Regions from separate parts of the Sus scrofa genome. Here regions 2 and 3 are each linked to region 1. Evidence: chromatin contacts called from public HiChIP or PLAC-seq data. All regions are on one chromosome and are shown on one strand. Each heading gives the region's core, a stretch centred on a gene start, on an enhancer-like site or on the middle of the called end of the contact. The rest is flanking DNA. Distances are from core to core; before and after follow the strand shown. Region 1 has its middle 19 kb from the start of RFLNA. Region 2 has its middle 99 kb from the start of SCARB1. Region 3 has its middle 110 kb from the start of NCOR2.

The links. HiChIP or PLAC-seq counts read pairs in DNA pulled down with a chosen protein or histone mark.
Region 2: an H3K27ac HiChIP or PLAC-seq map of alveolar macrophages shows a contact between it and region 1. The contact joins two enhancer-like sites. A contact is called at or near these places in 1 of 5 promoter capture datasets (liver), 9 of 47 Hi-C or Micro-C datasets (embryonic fibroblasts, epiblast stem cells, fetal heart ventricle and 5 more) and 1 of 2 datasets of contacts at active chromatin or transcription factors (alveolar macrophages).
Region 3: a contact with region 1 is called in an H3K27ac HiChIP or PLAC-seq map of alveolar macrophages. The contact joins two enhancer-like sites. A contact is called at or near these places in 1 of 47 Hi-C or Micro-C datasets (fetal heart ventricle) and 1 of 2 datasets of contacts at active chromatin or transcription factors (alveolar macrophages).

Annotation. Positions count from the first base shown.
Region 1 is chr14:28,820,195-28,823,515 of Sscrofa11.1, reverse strand. No RefSeq gene overlaps it. Among named protein-coding and RNA genes, the nearest start is that of RFLNA, 19 kb to the left of the region's middle. Within about 2 kb of position 1,700, at least 4 of the 83 cell types and tissues checked have an H3K27ac peak or open chromatin away from gene starts, as enhancers often do. A contact at or near this core is called in alveolar macrophages, where this site is marked.
Region 2 is chr14:28,399,061-28,402,381 of Sscrofa11.1, reverse strand. No RefSeq gene overlaps it. Among named protein-coding and RNA genes, the nearest start is that of SCARB1, 99 kb to the right of the region's middle. Within about 2 kb of position 1,836, at least 26 of the 83 cell types and tissues checked have an H3K27ac peak or open chromatin away from gene starts, as enhancers often do. A contact at or near this core is called in alveolar macrophages, where this site is marked.
Region 3 is chr14:28,534,947-28,538,267 of Sscrofa11.1, reverse strand. No RefSeq gene overlaps it. Among named protein-coding and RNA genes, the nearest start is that of NCOR2, 110 kb to the left of the region's middle. Within about 2 kb of position 1,602, at least 19 of the 83 cell types and tissues checked have an H3K27ac peak or open chromatin away from gene starts, as enhancers often do. A contact at or near this core is called in alveolar macrophages, where this site is marked.

The DNA of each region.
Region 1 (3,321 bases), core at 451-2,950:
TTTTCACAGGCCCACGGTCCTTCCCCGCTGCGCACAGGACAGGGAGGCTCTGCAGGCTCAGAGCCCTGTGGCTGTCCCCCCATGTCAGGGGCACCACTTCCACCCAGGAGCTATGTTAAAAGTGCAGAGGCCCAGGCTCCAGGCTGGGACTTGTCTGGGGGACGATTTCAAGGAAGGTCCTGGGAATTGCATGTTTGATGCTCCCATGCTTTGCATTCTGCATGCTGGGCCTCGGTGGACCCCCCAACACCTGCCCTGTCCCTGGAGGAGGGCCCTGAGCTGCCTCCACTAAGCAGTGGCCTTGACCATGTTACAACATCTTCCCATCTTATCCTTGTCCTTGAGGGGCCTCTGGAACCCCAGACTGTGAGCGCAATGAGGGAGACATTAAGCAGCCTTGGAACATGTTCTTGAGAGAGGGGATTCTATGCAAACATGCATGCCTGGGGGGTACATCGCTGGCACCAGGAAGATTCAACTTTGCTTTCCAGTCACAACTCTAATCTGTCCACTTTGAAGGAAACATGGGCGGGGCTTCCCAACACGTGCAGTTATGGTGCCAGTGAATCCTCGACCTTGGCGGTGCCCCTGGGGTCCTTCTGCAAGAAGCCACCTCTGAGGCACACAAGCAGCTGATGGCCTCCAGCTATAGTGTTCCAGCTGCAGCCAGGCCCTTCCCGGTGCCCAGCCGGTGGGAGCTAGATGGGATGGGACCCCTTCCATGGGTCTTGGCTCTTGGTTGACCAAGACTTAGTCCCTGCTGGGTCCTGCTTCTGGTCCCTTTGTCTTTGCCGGTGTCACCCCTGATGGGCCTCATGCTCTCTGAACTCCATCTCAGTGTCTCCTTGGGGACCAGGTAGCATGCATGCCTCTGAGAAGCGAGCAAGGTCATTCTCTTGCACTTGGAATATTTCCAAGGGTCTTTTGGCTGCCAAAGGTTTTCTCCTTCCCTGGGGATGTTGGAACCCCAGCCTGCCTCTTGTACGCAGGGGGCTCCATGAGGCCCAGCCAGGGAGGAAGAGGAAGTTGGTGGGGCGCACGGGCTGTGGGCCCCCAAGCGCACCCCGGTTTTCCTCAGACCCCGGCAGAAAGAGGTGCTACTTTCCTCTAAATCCTGCCCCAGCCCTTTGGGAGTTCTAACCCCCAAATAAAGACTGGAGGCCAGTGTGCCCCGCTGCCCAGGCTCAGGATGCTGCCTGCAAAAGGTCCTTCCATCGACTGCCCTCCTCCCAGCCCCCCTTCCCGATCCCGATGCATCAGGCAAGCCCCCAGAGGGGCAGATGTCCCTCTCTAAGGCCCCTGGGAGGGGAAGGGCACGGCGCTGGAAAGAGCCTGTCCCTAATTTCTCTAAGCATCTGCAAAACGGGCACAGGGTCTCACCTCCCTGGTGGCTGGGACCGTAAAGCTTCTGCTGCAATTGAATTGAGCAGGGACCCTGGTGGGGGCAGCTCAGGGCGTCGTCCGTCTCTCGCAGGGGCAGGAACACTTCCCACGCTCAAGGGCTGGCTCTGGCCCACAAACACTCGTCCCGACTCCCTTCGCCTCCGCCTCTTCTGCTGTCACCCCTGCCAATCGCAGGCCTCACATCCAACCTGGAAGCCTCCCCTCCCCCATCCCCAACAGATACTCCGTCCACTGTCCCGTCTCCTCTCCCCAGAGTAGCCACAAGAACAGCAGCCGTGGCGGCTGATGCGTACACAGAGCACTCACTGCCTGCAGACGGCCCGGCCCCGCTGTCAGCATCTTACGCATTTAATCTTCCCAATGACTGTGAGGTGGCTGGTGACAAATTCTAACGAGGAAGCAGGATCTGGCTGAAATCCAGAGGCGGTGGGGTGGAAGGCAGCTTGCCACATGGCCAACACAGCTCAACCCTCGTAGCTTCCTGGAGAATCCTTGAAAACAAACCCATTTCTTTTTTGAGTCGTACCTGCAGCACATGTTACTTCCCAGGATAAGGGTCAAACTGGAGCTGCTGCTGCCGACCTACACCACAGCCATAGCAATGCGGGATCCTTAACCTACTGAGTGAGGCCAGGGATCGAACGCTCATCTTCATGGATACTAGCTGGGTGTGTAACACACTGAGCCACAACAGGAACTCCCAAACCGATTTCTTTTGAGGCCTCTTCTTAGCCTTCCTAGGGCCGAAAGCCCAGGGAGCCCTCCCACCAGCTGCCCGTGATCAAATCAGTTTACTCACGTTAACAAGCAGATAGGCTTCACCGGATCAGCTGAAGCTTCTCCTCCTCCCTCCTAGCCTAGCGAACACATTCTTGTCTTCCCTCCTTGCCTTGTCCCACTTGTGACTCGTGCACAGGCGAGTAAACCATGTCTTGGCCGAATTAAACATCCTCTCTCTGAGGCACTCCTCACAGCTGTATCACGGTCCCATTTTACAGATGGGGAAACGGAGGCACAGAGGGTTCAAATGACTTGGCCAGGGTCACGTGGCCATTAAGTGGCAGCTGGCTCCACAGTGACCCCTCACTCGCACGTCATAGGGCCCCTCACCTGCCCCATAAGTGGTCTGGCCTCGACCCCATCCCAGGGGCAAGGGGGCTCTGTCTTGGCCTTCTCTACTGTGCCAGCTCCCCATACTGGCCCCGCACTGGTCTCCTAGCCTGTTTCTCCCTCAATCCATCCAGCGATCTTGCAAGCCAACAAGCCCCCAACTTCATAAAACCAGCAAATTACCTTACTGGGCGTTATTTGTTCCCTCTCAGAAATCCTGTCCTCCCGCCCCCCCCCCCCCCCCCCGCCGGTGTCCTCCTCCAACCTCTGCCCATACAGGTTTCTTCCACTCGGTCCATCCTTTCTTTAAGAACCACCACCTCCAAGAAGCCACCCTGATTACTCCAGTTCAGTTGTCACAGTGTCTGTGTCACCTGGTCCCAGAAGCCAACCCTAGTGTCTTGGGGACCTGCTGGCCAGATGCAAGTGAAGTGGCCAGGGTCTAGCTCCAACCTGGGGCATCACCCCCACCACCATAGTGAGCGCTGCAAGTCACTGGCATCACAAGCACCTGGGCTGCTAGATGAAAACCGATTCCCAGGCCCCGCCCTGGACCTACCAAATCATGCATATCCTCTAGGCAGAGCCCAGGAATCTGCATTTTGACCAACTTCACACCATCCTAAGCCAACAGCTGTTGTGCACTTCACAAATCACGTTCTATTTTCCTACTGAATCTGATTCTCATGGTGTCAGTTCAGCTCAACGTGGTGGCCAGAGGGTTCAGTCAACAACAGGGTTGGGAAGAGGAAGACAAGAGCTTTGCTCTTGAGAAGTTCTGTCCAGTAGTTTGTGGTGTGTCAGTAA
Region 2 (3,321 bases), core at 587-3,086, 420 kb after region 1:
TACCTGGGTTATGAGGACAATGAGAGGAGCTCATATCAAGGGTTGAAAACAGGAGTTTCTGTCACGGCTCAGTGGGTTAAGAACCTGACATAGCGTCCAAGAGGATGCAGGTTTAATCCCCGGCCTCACTTAGTGGGTTAAGAATCTGGCGTTGCTGCCAGCTTCACCATAGGTCACAGATGTGGCTCAGATGTTGCTGTGGCTGTGGTGTAGGCTGGCGGCTGCAGCTCTAATTTGACCCCTAAGCTGGAAACTTCCATATGCCGCAGGTGCAGCCATAGAGAAAGAAAGAAAAAAGAAAGAAAGGAAAGAAAGAAAGAAAGACAGACAGACAGACTATACCCTGAGCAAGTAAGACAATATATTTTTAAAATATTTTTTTGAGGAGTTCCCGTCGTGGCACAGTGGTTAACGAATCCGACTAGGATCCATGAGGTTGCAGGTTCGATCCTTGGCCTTGCTCAGTGGGTTAACGATCCGGCGTTGCCGTGAGCTGTGGTGTAGGTTGCAGACGCGGCTCGGATTCCGCGTTGCTGTGGCTCTGGCGTAGGCCAGTGGCTACAGCTCTGATTTGACCCCTGGCCTGGGAACCTCCATATGCTGCGGGAGCGGCCCAAGAAATAGCAAAAAGACAAAAAAAAAAAAAAATATATTTTTTTGAAAAGAAAGAAAACAGTGTAGAAATCACTCAATAAATGTCAGCATGGCCCAAGAAATAACAACAACAACAAAAAAGACAAAAAAAAAAAAAAAAAAAAAAAAAAAAAAAGTTGGAGTTCCCGTCGTGGCGCAGTGGTTAACGAATCCGACTAGGAACCATGAGGTTGCGGGTTCGATCCCTGCCCTTGCTCAGTGGGTTAAGGATCTGGCGTTGCCGTGAGCTGTGGTGTAGGTTGCAGACGCGGCTCGGATCCCGCGTTGCTGTGGTTCTGGCGTAGGCCGGTGGCTACAGCTCCGATTCAACCCCTAGCCTGGGAACCTCCATATGCCGCGGGAGCGGCCCAAGAAATAACAACAACAACAAAAAAGACAAAAAAAAAAAAAAAAAAAAAAAAAAAAAAAAAAAAAAAAAAAAAAAAAAAAAAAAAAAAAAAAAAAATAAATGTCAGCAACAACCAGCTTTAGGAGAAGAACTGGTTCACCAGGGCCCAGAGTTTGTCTGAGCTTCTGAGATTTTTGCTGAGGATCAGGCCCGTCCCTGGGGGATCAGCCATGTGGCCACACAGACTCAGGAGCCATTCTCCAGCCAGGGTTGAATGTACTGTCCTTTGCCCGGCCGCCCAGACGGAACGAATCATTTCCCAGTCAGCCAATCCTGCCCTCTGCGGACATTGCTAATTAATAACTTTACAAACCCTGCAATTTCACACGGGAATGTCGTTGGGCGTCTTTATGTGTGGAAACTGTTAACATGGTCAGCGTAAACGTACAAGGGAGCACAGGTTATGCAGCCCTGATCCGTCAGGGTTTTTTTTTTTTTTTACTCTTAATGTATCCAGAGCCTCAAAAATACAGACGTGGCTCAGGCAGGCCCACAGGTCTTTGTACCCTGGACCAGGGCCACCCTGCGGAGGGCGAGTCCACAGCGCCCCCTGGTGGCCAAAGCCTGCACTCCCGTCAACGAACAAGGCCCTAAGCGGGCCCTGGGGCCTGAATACGGAAGAGGAGGAGGGGAGAAGTGGGGGTGGGGGATGCGGTGGGGATGCGGGCCCCGCACTCTCTCCTCCTCCACTCACACCCCCAACACTGCCACTCACCCACAGTTCGTTTATTTATTCCACGCACACCTACCAGCCAGACACCGTGCCAGGCTCTGGGGATGCCGCTGGGAAGTCTACAGACAGAGCATCTGCCCTCATGCGCTTCGGGAGTCTAAGGAGGAAGACAGAGCCAGAGGGTGACCAAATGCTTACACATAAATAAAGATCAAACTGCAAAGGGCAGGTACGGGGGCAGGGGCTTAAGAGTGAAAAGCAAAAGGTTGCAGCCTCTCCTAAAGGGCTCACTTAGGAAGCAGGAAGGAAGGAGAAATAGGGAATATGCTCGGCCGTGCTCGGCTGGCTTCTCTCCCTTGTAATGCTCCCTCAGTTTCCTCCCTTGTAAAACTGGCCTGATTCTCCTACCCCCCGCCCCCCAACTTCCCCGCCATCTCAGGGGTGCTCTGAGGGTTCCCATGGCAAAAGCAGGAAGCAAGAGAGGTTTTATAAACTATAGAGTGTCTCCTGCTAGAAGCCTCTTCATCCACCCCTGTCCCCACCTCAGTTCCCCACACAGCCAATCAGCGACACGTTGCTGCCCAACCTAAGACCTTCCAGTGGCTCCCACTGTGCTTAAAATCCAGAGCCTGATTCAGCCCCTGCAGAGCTCTCCAACCTCATCACCAGGCTTGGCTTACTACACTCCAGCTACACCCCACCCACTTCTAGTCTGCATGTAGCTACCTCAGGGCCTTTGTACATGCAGTTCTAGGTTCCCAAAGGGCTCTTTGCCTGACCCCTTCAAATCCTTCAGGAATCAGCAGAAACAGCACTTCTTAGAAGCCCTTCTGGAGCCACTGTTTCATCTAAGTAGCACCTGTTCCCCCAAACACCTCCTCTCATCATGTCACTTGTTTTAGTTCTTTCCTGGCACCCGTCACACTCTGGAGTTACCTTACTTATTCATTTACTCCGCCACTGTCGCCTCCGCTAGAATGTAAACCCACTAGGGCAGGGACCTCTCCTGCTCTGTCCACCACTGTACTTCTGAGACAGATGACATTGCTGCTCTAACAGATCCAAATAGAGCCGTTTTGACTGTTTCTTTGTCCCCTTTGCTTCAGTGTACTTTTTTTTTTTTTTGGTCTTTTTGTCTTTTCTGGGGCCACACACCCGTGGCATATGGAGGTTCCCAGGTTAGGGGTCTAATCAGAGCTGTAGCCCCTGGCGTACGCCAGAGCCACAACAACACCAGATCTGAGCCACATCTGTGACTACACCACAGCTCACAGCAACGCCGGATCCTTAACCCACTGAGCAAGGCCAGGGATTGAACCCACAAGCTCATGGTTCCTAGTCGGATTCATTAACCACTGAGCCATAATGGGAACTCCCACTTTGGTGTACTTTTACATGCAAAACCCAATACCTGCTGGTATTGTCAGCATTTCCAACTGGGGGACCCAACCCAAGACAATTCCTAATATGTACACGAATGTCCGACACAGAGTGGGCACCCAGAAAACATTTATTGAGTGAATGAATGAATGAGTCTACACAGCCCTCTCAGTGCCCAGTCAGCACTGCACACAGTAGCTATCTAATAAATGCTTGCTGGAGGCTT
Region 3 (3,321 bases), core at 353-2,852, 290 kb after region 1:
GTGAGATTCTTAGGGGCAACTTCTTATCCAGGTGGTTGGGCAAGGGAGTTTGTAATCGTCAGGTTATGCCAGGTTATGTTGCAGTTACCAAACAACCCTATGATGTCCGTGACTTGACGCACAAAGTCTTATTGTCCTTCACACGACAAGTGCATGGTGTGTCAGCCACGGACCTTGCTGTACAACGTCCTCACCCCTGGACCCAGGCTGCGGGGTGGTGTGGCCAAAGGAGACTTCTGGAAGGTCTTGCACTGGCAAATGAATGTTCAGCTTGGAACTGTCACTTCCACTCACATTCACTGGCTGAAAACCATCATGGGATCCCCCCTCCCCACTGGGGAATCAGGAAGCGCCCAGAAAAAGGAATATATGAGCCTCTCTGCTGCCCCAGGGTCTGCAGGGTGCAGTAGCTAGTACCTGGGTCCAGTGTCCCACCCACCCCTCCTTCCCCTCAGGGTCCATCCCCTTCTGCATCCTCACCTTGTAGTGGGAAGAATAACCCCGCACCCCCACCCCCAGAAGGGGCTGTCCTACCCCCACAACCTGAGGATGTTACCTTACTTGGTGTGTTAGCTCAGGCTACCATAACAAAATAGCACAGACTGGGGGCTTACACAACAGAGATATATTTTCTCACAATCCCGGATGCTGGAGTCCAAGGTCAAGGTGTGGACAGGGCTGGTTTCTCCTGAGGCCTCTCTCCTTGGCTTGCAGACAACCACCTTCTCACTGTGTCCTCACTGGGTCAGCTGGCTCTCTGTGTGTGCGCTTGCGCCTCTGCTCTCTTTGTATCCTAATCTCCTCTCCTTCTAGGGGAGGGTGGGTGCCAGTAGGCTGAGGTTTAATGACCTCATTTTAACACAATTGCCTCTTTAAAGATCCTATCTCCAGAAAACAGTTACATTCTGATGTTCTGGGGATTAGGGCTTCAACATCTGAGTTTTGAGGGGTTCACTATAACCCAGGGCAAAAGAGACTTTGCAGGTGTGATTAAGAATTTTGTGGAGGTTCCGGGAGTGGAGGTTCCGGGAGTTCCCGTGGTGGCTCAGTGGGTTACAAACCTGATTAGTACCCATGAGGATGCAAGTTTGATCCCTGGCCTTGCTCAGTGGGTTAAGGATCTGGTATTGCTGTGAGCTGTGGTCTAGGTTGCAGACGTGGCTCAGATCCCGTGTTGCTGCGGCTGTGGTGTAGGCTGGCAGCTGCACCTCTGACTCGACCCCTGGCCTCGGAACTTCCATATGCAGCAGATGTGGGCCTAAAAAGCCAAAATTGGCCATCTCTGTAGAAACTACCGCCCAGACCTAACCTGCTTCCAGGCAAAGGGACCCAACAGCCCAGTGTCACCACTCTGGATGAGGGAGACTGGCCTGTAGCCGTGAGGAATTAATACAAAGGACATGTGACCACAAATGACCTGATCCCTTTCTCTCTACCCTGGGGACCACACGCTCACATGCTCAGCCACCCCCCTGGCCTCCTGACCTGTTTTCTGGCCACACCCAGCTGCTTTTTTCCAAACTCACAGGCCCTGTCCACGTCTCAGCCTCTGCTCTGGCTGTTTTCACTTCCTGGACTCCGCGTGAGCCTGACTCATCCTCATCCATCCGTCCATCCATTAAGCTCCAGGGACAAAAGTCTCCCCCGAGGCTAACAGCCCGTCCCACCTGCCCCGCCTGGCCCAGAGGAATTAACCTCATTTCATTCACTCAATAGACGTTTGCTAAGTGTCTCTTCCTTTCTCACCAGACGGTGAACAGGACCGACAGCCTTGACCTCAGAGCAGATGGTACAAAATGTCCCACATTCCTGCCCTGCTCGCCACCCCCCTCCCCCGCCACACACAGCTTCCTCTGTTATTAATATCTTGCATTACCTTGTGACGCATTTGTTACAATGACTGAATCAATATGGATACGTCATTTTTCCCGGGACTCCACAGTTGACATTCCGGCTCTGCCTTGGTGTTGGGCCCTCTATGGGTTTGGACAAATGTATAATAAAAGATACCTGCCATGAGGGCACTGTCACAGCCCTCAACACTCCCTCTGCTCTGCCTTTCATCCGTCCCTCCCCACAACCCTCGACAACTACTGGGCTTTTTTTAGTGTCCCCCTAGTTTTACCTTCCCAGAATGTCAGAAAGATGGAATCACACATAGGTAGCCTTTTCCGATGGGCTTCTTGCACTTAGAAATAGGCATTTATGTTTCCTCCATGTCTTTTCCTGGCTTGCTAGCTCATTTCTTTTTAGTGCCAAATAAAATCCCATTGTCTGGATGGACCACAGTTTATCCATTCACCTGCTGAAGGGCATCACAGCTGCTTCCAGTTGGGGCGATTATGTGTAAAGCTGCCATAACTATCCGCGGGCAGGTTTTTGTGCGGACGTAAGTTACCACCTCCCTTCGGAAACAGGTAAAAGCGCAGTAGCTGGATCGCAGGGTCAGTGCGCTTTCAGTTCTATACAAAACCACCAAAAAGTGTTCCCAAGCAGTTCTGCTGTTTTTGCCTTCCTACCAGCAATGAATGAGTTCCTGGGTTTTTACATTTAGTTCATGGTTGAAAAAAAAATCAAAAGAAGAAGAATATTTCATGACTCGTGAAAATGATAGGAAATTTAAATTTCAGGGCTCACAAAAAGTTTTATTAAAACACAGCCATGCCCATTCCTTTAGGCACTATCTCTGGCTCCTTTTACACCGCAAAGGTAAAATAGGAGAGTTGAGACAGAGACAGGAAGTTCCACAAAGCCAGAAATATTCTGCCTGAGCCTTTGCAAAAGAGGCTTGCCCACCTCTGACTTAGTATAGAGATTTTGAGATTCACGTACATTGCGACACGTGTCAACACTTCTCTCCCTCTTATAGGTATATATTTTTTCTTTTTTCTTTTCTTGGGGGCCACCTGCATGTCATGTGGAAATTCCCAGGCCAGGAATCAAACCTGTGCCATAGCAGTGACCCAAGCCACTGCCGTTGCAATGATATATACACACACATATTTTAAGTCTCACAAAGTGTTTTTTGGTTTGGGGGGTTTTTGGCCACACCCACAGCATGCAGAAATTCCCGGGCCAGGGATTGAACCTGCGCCACAGCAGTGAAAACACCAGATCCTTAACCCACTGAGCCACCAGGGGATCTCCAACACTTCACTCCTTTTTATTGCTGAATGGGATCCATTGTGCTGGTAAATGAAATTTATCTGGTTACCAGCTGATGGATATTAGGTGTCTCCAATTTTTAGCTCTTCTGAATAAAGCAGCTCAGCACGTTTGTGTCTGAGAATATATGGGACACAGGTCTTCACTTCTCTCCGG